Regions from separate parts of the Mus musculus genome. Here region 1 is linked to region 2. A link is a contact called in public HiChIP or PLAC-seq data. All regions are on one chromosome and are shown on one strand. The core of a region is the stretch at or near the end of the contact, and the rest is flanking DNA. Distances in the headings are between cores, read along the strand shown.

Region 1 (3,519 bases), core at 986-3,485, 120 kb before region 2:
GCGCATCTCTCTGCGCATTGCCTCTCTGCGCATTGCTGACGCACTACGCAGGGCGGGGGCTCCGCATAGGGCGGACCTTGAAACCGACTGCCGGGAGGTTGAACAGTACGCTGGCTTTCGCCAGCCGCTTTTGGCTTTTTTCTTGACCAATTAGCTGGCTGGTAATGGGCTGCTTCTTCCTCCCAGTCTGTTTCCTCAGAGGAGAATTCTTCATCTGCTTCAGAACTACTAAGAGCTGGCTTCCTGAGCTCATCTAGTGACGAGTATCTCCTAGAGACCTCCGCTAATCGATCTTTTTTCTTTTCTTTTTTCTTTTCCTTCCTTCTAATCTCTCCCCAGGTATTCTTACCTGACCTAAACTTTTCCTCGGGTTCAAGACCCTTGGAAAGGCCTGTATACTTATTTTGTGTACCATATTTTCTCTTTGCTCCTACTCTCTCTCCCCGCTTTACTTCTGATAGATTGCCCTGAATTTCCTCTAGAATTTTCAGCCCTATCTTAATCACTTGATAACATGTGAAAAGGAACAAAAGGGCTCCTAACACCAGAAAAAATTCAAGGCCAAACATATTCCACTTTACTTCTGATAGACTGTCTTGAATTTCCTTAGAAAGTTCAAGATCAGACTTACCTCGTAAAGCTGTACTCACTGGTACTCTCGTTCCCCAGCTGAAAAGTTCTGAATTCATACAGTTGAATCCTTCTTAACAGTCTGCTTTACGGGAACCTTTATTACCGCGACCCGCAGTTCTGGTTCTGGAATGAGGGATCTTCCCTGCGCCAGTCCCGAGTTTTTTCTCGTCCCGGAATTTCTCGTCCCGGATTTCAGCACCAATTGTTATTAGACGCGTTCTCACGCCCGGCCAGGAAAGACGCAACAGACCAGAATCTTCTGCGGCAAAACTTTATTGCTTACATCTTTGGGAGCCAGGAGGGCAAGCGCCCAGCGCCCAGCCCCAAAAACGAAAGCCCCTTCAATATTTTTAGGAGCCAGAGCTCCGGCGCGCCAAAGCGCAGAGCGTGTTCTATTGTTTACATCTTTAGGCAGCGAGCGAGCGCAGGGCGCGCAGAGCCAGAGAGATGCCAGCGAGAGAGAATGGCGGAAACCCCTTCCCTCTTTAGGAGAGTTATATTTCGCCTAGGACGCATCACTCCCTGATTGGCTGCAGCCCATGGCCGAGCTGACGTTCACGGGAAAGGTAGAGTACAAGTAGTCATAAAATACCCTTGGCTCATGCGCAGATTATTTGTTTACCACTTAGAACACAGGATGTCAGCGCCATCTTGTGACGGCGAATGTGGGGGCGGCTCCCAACAGACAGGCATTTCTTTTCTTCTTTCCTTCTATATAAAAGCCAAGCTAGGATCCCACTAAGCGATCATATCTGGTTATGCATCTTCATTTTTATGCTGAAATTAAGAGCAGTAGTATCTCTTTGAAGAGACCATGCCAGCTGTGACTCACCTGATTGTTCTCTCATGGTTCCACTATCTTGCTCCTCTGTCCAGGTAATTTCTCTTCTCTTGGAAGTTAAGTCTGGAGATCTGAGAAAGAACATTTCACTGGTGAATTTGTCAACTTCACATTGGATCTTATCAGGACTCACATAAGGGCAGGGTGTTCCACTGTGACTAACACTGAATGTGATCAGTAGATTAAGGTAGCAACTACCAGAAGTTCCCATCAAAATTCTATTTATAGGACGAGTGGGTTGGCTCAGCCCTAAAGGCACTTGCTTGGCATGCCTAGTGGCTTCAGTTTGATCCCCAGAACCCATGAGGAGGTGAAAGGCAGGAACAGATTTAACAGAGTTGTCCTCTAACCACACAAATGCCCTGGCATGAGCATCCTTCCCTATCTGCACACAGGGACACTCGATAATAAAAAATAAGAATGCGATAAAAAGAAATGCTAACACCACCCCCTTTGCAATAAAAAATCTGTGGAGAATGTCCCACTAAGCACATGCCATTGTGACCTCTGTGAATGGTTAGCCCTTAAGAACAGTATTCCCACCTAGCCCCTCAAGTCTACATTTACATTCCACTCTTCTGAAGTGCTTTCAAATCTTTCTTCTTGTGAGTCCTAGGTTCTAGTGTTCCTGAGCTGTTCTTTCAAAAAAAAAAAAAACAGCTGGCTCTTGCTCAACGTTGTTAGAGAAGTTCTGTAAACGTGTGTAAACATTTCCTGTTGGGGACAGCTGGCCGCATTAGGCTGTGCTCTGCAAACCTCCTTTGCTCTGCATTAGTGACGGTATCTGAATTTTCAGAACGACACAGCCTCCTGAGGCCTCCACTGTTTTCCTGACACAGGGGCTTTCCACCCTGATCAAACACTAAAACCATGTAGGAAGCTTTCAACTTCTGTCCCAGCCCAACCCCGTACCTAGAGGATCAGTAGTTAGGAGGCTGTAGCCCAGTGTAGGTGTGTTCTAGATGATTTCTAGGTGACTCAACTGGGCAAGCCAGGGGCATCCAATGATCAAGCAGCTACTTCAGAAAGGAAAACTGACTATGGCGACACCACTCACCACTAGGGCACTATATCTCCTTCAAGGATGATGGCTTCAGAATTTCACCTCACATGAGAACATGAGGGAGCTTTTAAACTTCCCGAGGGCCAGGTGGCATCTGTACCAACAAAGAAGTATGTCTGGGTGCAGGACAAGACCCTGTCACCTCACCCTTCTTGCCCCTCTATTAGCTCTCTGCTGCTGCTATGACAAATTATCAATAAGTCAGAGGCTTCCAATGACACAGTATCCTCAAGCCAGACATACAAAACAGGTCTCACTGGGGCAAAATTAAGGTATTAGCAGGGTTTGCCTGCCTCTTCCAGCTTCCCTGCAGCTACTGCATCTCCAGAGTTGATGGTCCCTTTCCAGATTTAGTGTCAGTAATGGCAGTCAGGGCTGTGTCTCAAAATTGATCATTCTGTCTTGTCTACCTCTCTATTCTACATGTAGAGAGTCCTGTGAGTACACTGAGCACCTCCAAATCGTCTAAGAAAACAAGTGTTCTGTTGGGAAATAACTAGTTAACAATTTTAATCTAACCTGCTAGCATTGAAATGTCAACAATGTAGAGGTGCCTTCCCCCGCATCCTCATTCTTGCAGTGCTGGGAATCAAATCCAGAGTCTCATCCATCTACAGTATGGGCTTTATCACTGAGCCACACCTCAGCCTTGGAAAGCCATTACTTTGTCTAACATGCAGTGATGGTTAACATTGATTGCTAACTTGATGGGATCTAGGATCATCTAGGATCAAACATCTGTGAGGACGTTTCTAGACTGGTTTAATTGAGGTGGGAGGATCCACCTTAAACGTGGGTACCACCATTCTAAGGACTGAGGTTCTTGGTTGAATAGAAGGGAGAAAGTGGGCTGAGTACCAGGATGTGTCTCTCTTTGCTTCTTGGCAATTGCTGAAATGTGCCCACCTACCTGCTGTTGTCCTTTCTTTGCCTCCATGGTTTATACCCTAAACCATAAGCTCAAGTAAGTTTTCCATCTCTT
Region 2 (3,410 bases), core at 344-2,843:
TTTCCTGGTTTGAAGTTCTGCATCATTGAAGATCTGTGTCTTGAGATATCCTTCTCTGTGGGTATCCTATTCCTCCTTTTAAGGCCATCTGCCCCCTGGCTTAGGGGCCCACTGCAATCCATCATAAGAACTCATCTTAACTTGGTTACATTTGCAAAGATCCTAGCTCCCAGAAGGGTCACGCGAGGCCTATTCTAGGTGTTGAAATTTCAGTATCAATGTGGGTTTTTTTTTTTTTTCTGGGTGCGAGGGAGCAGGACAAGGGCATACAACTCCATTCCCTCGAGGATAGTGCCTGTAATGAAAGCTCTTACAGATTGATGCCTTTGGCACGGTGCTCTCTCTCCCCACTTCCCCCACGCTCCTCTGTCTCGCCTATTTCTAGCCCCTTACTACGTTCTGGCCCAGACGGTGCCCCAGGCTCTTCTTGTTTTCTTGTTCCTTGCCCCAGTGTTGTAGAAAATATTTAATCTCAATTTGAGGTTTCTACCCTGACTTTGACCATTTTTTTTTCCTAGATAAAAGACACAGGGAACCTTTATATTTACAAGCCTTAAACAGCACAGCTGGGCAAATATCTACCTTCTATGCTGTTAAAATATATTTCCTGTTGATAACCCTGAGTTATTACTGTTTCACATGGGCTGCTCTTAACTCCAGTTGGCCAGCCCTCAGGGCTGTGCTTTCTTGACTCCTAACCCAGGGCATCTTACTCCCCTCTCCACCTTTCTCTCTCCCCTTGTGATCATCTCCAACTCCAATGCTGCCGGGAACACTAAGCCCCCACCTATCTCAATTTTGCCCAGCTATAGGCTGTAGGCATCTTTATTCACTAATCAGAAATAACTTGAATCTATGTGGGGACTCTCTGGGACAACCAAGTCTTGCTCCCCTCACACTTAGCATTACAATTCATAGCAACAGACCAAACCTCAACATCCCATCCTTAGGACCAACTGCGAATCTAAGGAGCCCTAAGTCATTTTGCTAGAGAATGGTATTTTTTAAAATAAGGACACAAGCTGTGCTCATTGATACTGGGTGTCGCAGCCTCTGCCCTCTGTATAGTAATCCATATAGTATACACATCTTTGTGTTTCTGTGTGCTAAGAGTCCAAGTCCACACGGTACCTCTGACTCCGTACTTGTTCCATTCATTTTAACCTTATGTTATTTTCAACTTTGTAGGAAACACCACTCTTACTATATAAGAACGTTTTCAATGCAGGCATGCACATTTAGGGCCTGAGGTTCTCTCCACAGTCATTCCCGCCTTCATCTGTGTTCACAGGCACTGTCAGGGTTGGGAATGTGGCAAATCATGGCCAGTCTGGATCCCCTGGTCAGTGCTCTCTGTATCTGGGCTCCTGGAGGATCTATGGTTTTGGGGGTGGGGCACTGTTTATGGTTTTGCACACTTCTGCAATTCCTTCTCAAGTTTGTCTTGCTGGCCAGCCTTGCGCTATCCAAAACTTACAGTTGAAAAAGTGAAGGTTAGGGGACTTACAAATGGGGTCCCCGCAACTTGGAGCTTTGTAGCCAAGTGTTTGACGCTGAGCATCCACCTTACACAGAGATAGCACTTTGGCCCCCTCTTCTGGTTGGATGTAGGAACTGCAGTGGGGCATGATCCGGCCATTTGTGTGTACTGGTGTGCAGAGCCCCCGTGATGTGTTGGCAGAATGAATAAACCTTTAAAAATAAAGGATATCACTAGCTAGCTAATGGGAGTAAAGGAGCGAGTTTGGTTTTTTTTTCCTGATCATTTTTTTTCTGACCCTGTCAATCTATCTTGTTTTTCCCTTCAAACGCTTCCTCACTGTCTGAGGCCAGACAGTGCCTGTGAACACAGATGAAGGCAGGAATGACTGTGGAGAGAACCTCAGGCCCTAAATGCTGTCATAGAAATGGTGTGACTAAGCAATTGGGACTCAGAGAGATAGCTTGACCTTCGATGTAGAGCTGAGCCTTACCTCTGCCACTCACGCTGTATGCTGGGAACCAGGCTCTTGGCTTCTTTGAGGCTTAGCATTTTCCCGAGCCATCGTTTGCACAGTGGATTTGCTTGTTGGTTTACTTTTGCATGTGGATGTGGTGTGTGTGTGTGTGTGTGTGTGTGTGTGTGTGTGTGTGACATGCCTGTGTGTTGTACATTCTCATGTGTGTGGGCATGCATATGTTAATACTGAGTGTCTTAAATTTCTCTTTACTTCATTGGGTTCTCTAACTAAACCCAGGCACCACTGATTTAATTAGTCTAGCTACCCAGCTTGCTGTAGGGATCCCTTTGTGCTTTTTTAAGGAGTAGAAAATTCACACAAAATCGTGATGCGTGCCATAGCCTGCCCGTAAACTCCCAGAAGGCACTGCTGTTTTAGTGGGTATTGGTGCCACTGTTTTGTATGGCTATAAACAAAATACCTGGGGTCGAATGGTTTCAAAGGATAAAAGGCTTAACTGCTCCCAAGTTTGGGAGGTTGAAAAGTCTGAGCTTAGCAGCCACATTTAATAAAGCCCTTGATGTTCACTGGACAATGGCAGGTGCACCATCACTGTAGCAGGAGGGTTTGTGAGACGGGCCAAGGAAGACTCAGAGAAGAGGAAAAACCGCTCTCAGGGTAACCAATGCAACCCCACAAGACACAACTCACTCCTTAATTCTGTCTTGAGACCTGATGCTGTTACTTGAGAAATAAACAGTTTGTTCTTGAGAGTGGAGCCTCCACAGCCTAATGACCCTTTAAGATCCCACGGGCCCTCAACATGATTACCTTGTGAAGAAGGAACGCTAAAAGAAAGAGTCACCTTAATATGAGCTACTCACTTTAAGGGTGATGTGACCTAAAAGTCTAAGTGGGGTCAACTCCTGTGTGTGCACCGGTCAGTATGGGATGAAATAAAGGGGATAAAGTTTGTTCCAGATAAGTGCCTCTGTATTGTAATTTTAATGATGGGTGATAATTGATGATGTAAGTGGGAAAGGGTCACTTTATCACTTTAGAGATGGGTGTAATCAGAAGTGGTTTGGAGAGCTTTGGTGTGTAGCAGTTAAGACTTAGTTTCTAAGATGTTGAATGTGACTTGTGAAAGTGAGCCAGTGACCTCAGCCAAGTGACCAGAAGACAGCTAATTGTGATGGTTTGCCAGGAGCTGGGCAGGTGAGCAGCACTGTATGTCTTAGTGTTGTCTTGTGGTGCAGAGGGAGTCCTGGCCATCGCCTCTGCTTTACACATGGATGTGACTGGAGCAATGGGTCTCAGTACGCCCAGGCAGGATTTGCTTGCAGACACAATTGATGGAGAGGATTTCAGTCCATAATTCAACCAATAGCCATCTCTCCCAGCAAATTACTTTTGAAGTAGTGTGTATATAGTTATTTCATCTTGCTATAAATAAGTAAGCCATAAATA

Evidence for each region. HiChIP or PLAC-seq counts read pairs in DNA pulled down with a chosen protein or histone mark.
Region 1: a contact with region 2 is called in an H3K4me3 HiChIP or PLAC-seq map of bone marrow-derived macrophages, with 6 times the contacts expected there. The contact joins two enhancer-like sites. A contact is called at or near these places in 1 of 15 datasets of contacts at CTCF or cohesin (the NIH/3T3 cell line), 13 of 484 Hi-C or Micro-C datasets (DN3 thymocytes, adipose-derived mesenchymal stem cells, bone marrow-derived macrophages and 10 more) and 2 of 115 datasets of contacts at active chromatin or transcription factors (bone marrow-derived macrophages and embryonic stem cells).

Annotation. Positions count from the first base shown.
Region 1 is chr5:64,028,632-64,032,150 of GRCm38.p6, reverse strand. No RefSeq gene overlaps it. Among named protein-coding and RNA genes, the nearest start is that of 5830416I19Rik, 15 kb to the left of the region's middle. Within about 2 kb of position 2,235, at least 126 of the 459 cell types and tissues checked have an H3K27ac peak or open chromatin away from gene starts, as enhancers often do. A contact at or near this core is called in bone marrow-derived macrophages and muscle stem cells, where this site is marked.
Region 2 is chr5:63,904,849-63,908,258 of GRCm38.p6, reverse strand. It overlaps a transcript of Rell1 not described here. Among named protein-coding and RNA genes, the nearest start is that of Rell1, 62 kb to the left of the region's middle. Within about 2 kb of position 1,593, at least 19 of the 459 cell types and tissues checked have an H3K27ac peak or open chromatin away from gene starts, as enhancers often do. A contact at or near this core is called in bone marrow-derived macrophages and muscle stem cells, where this site is marked.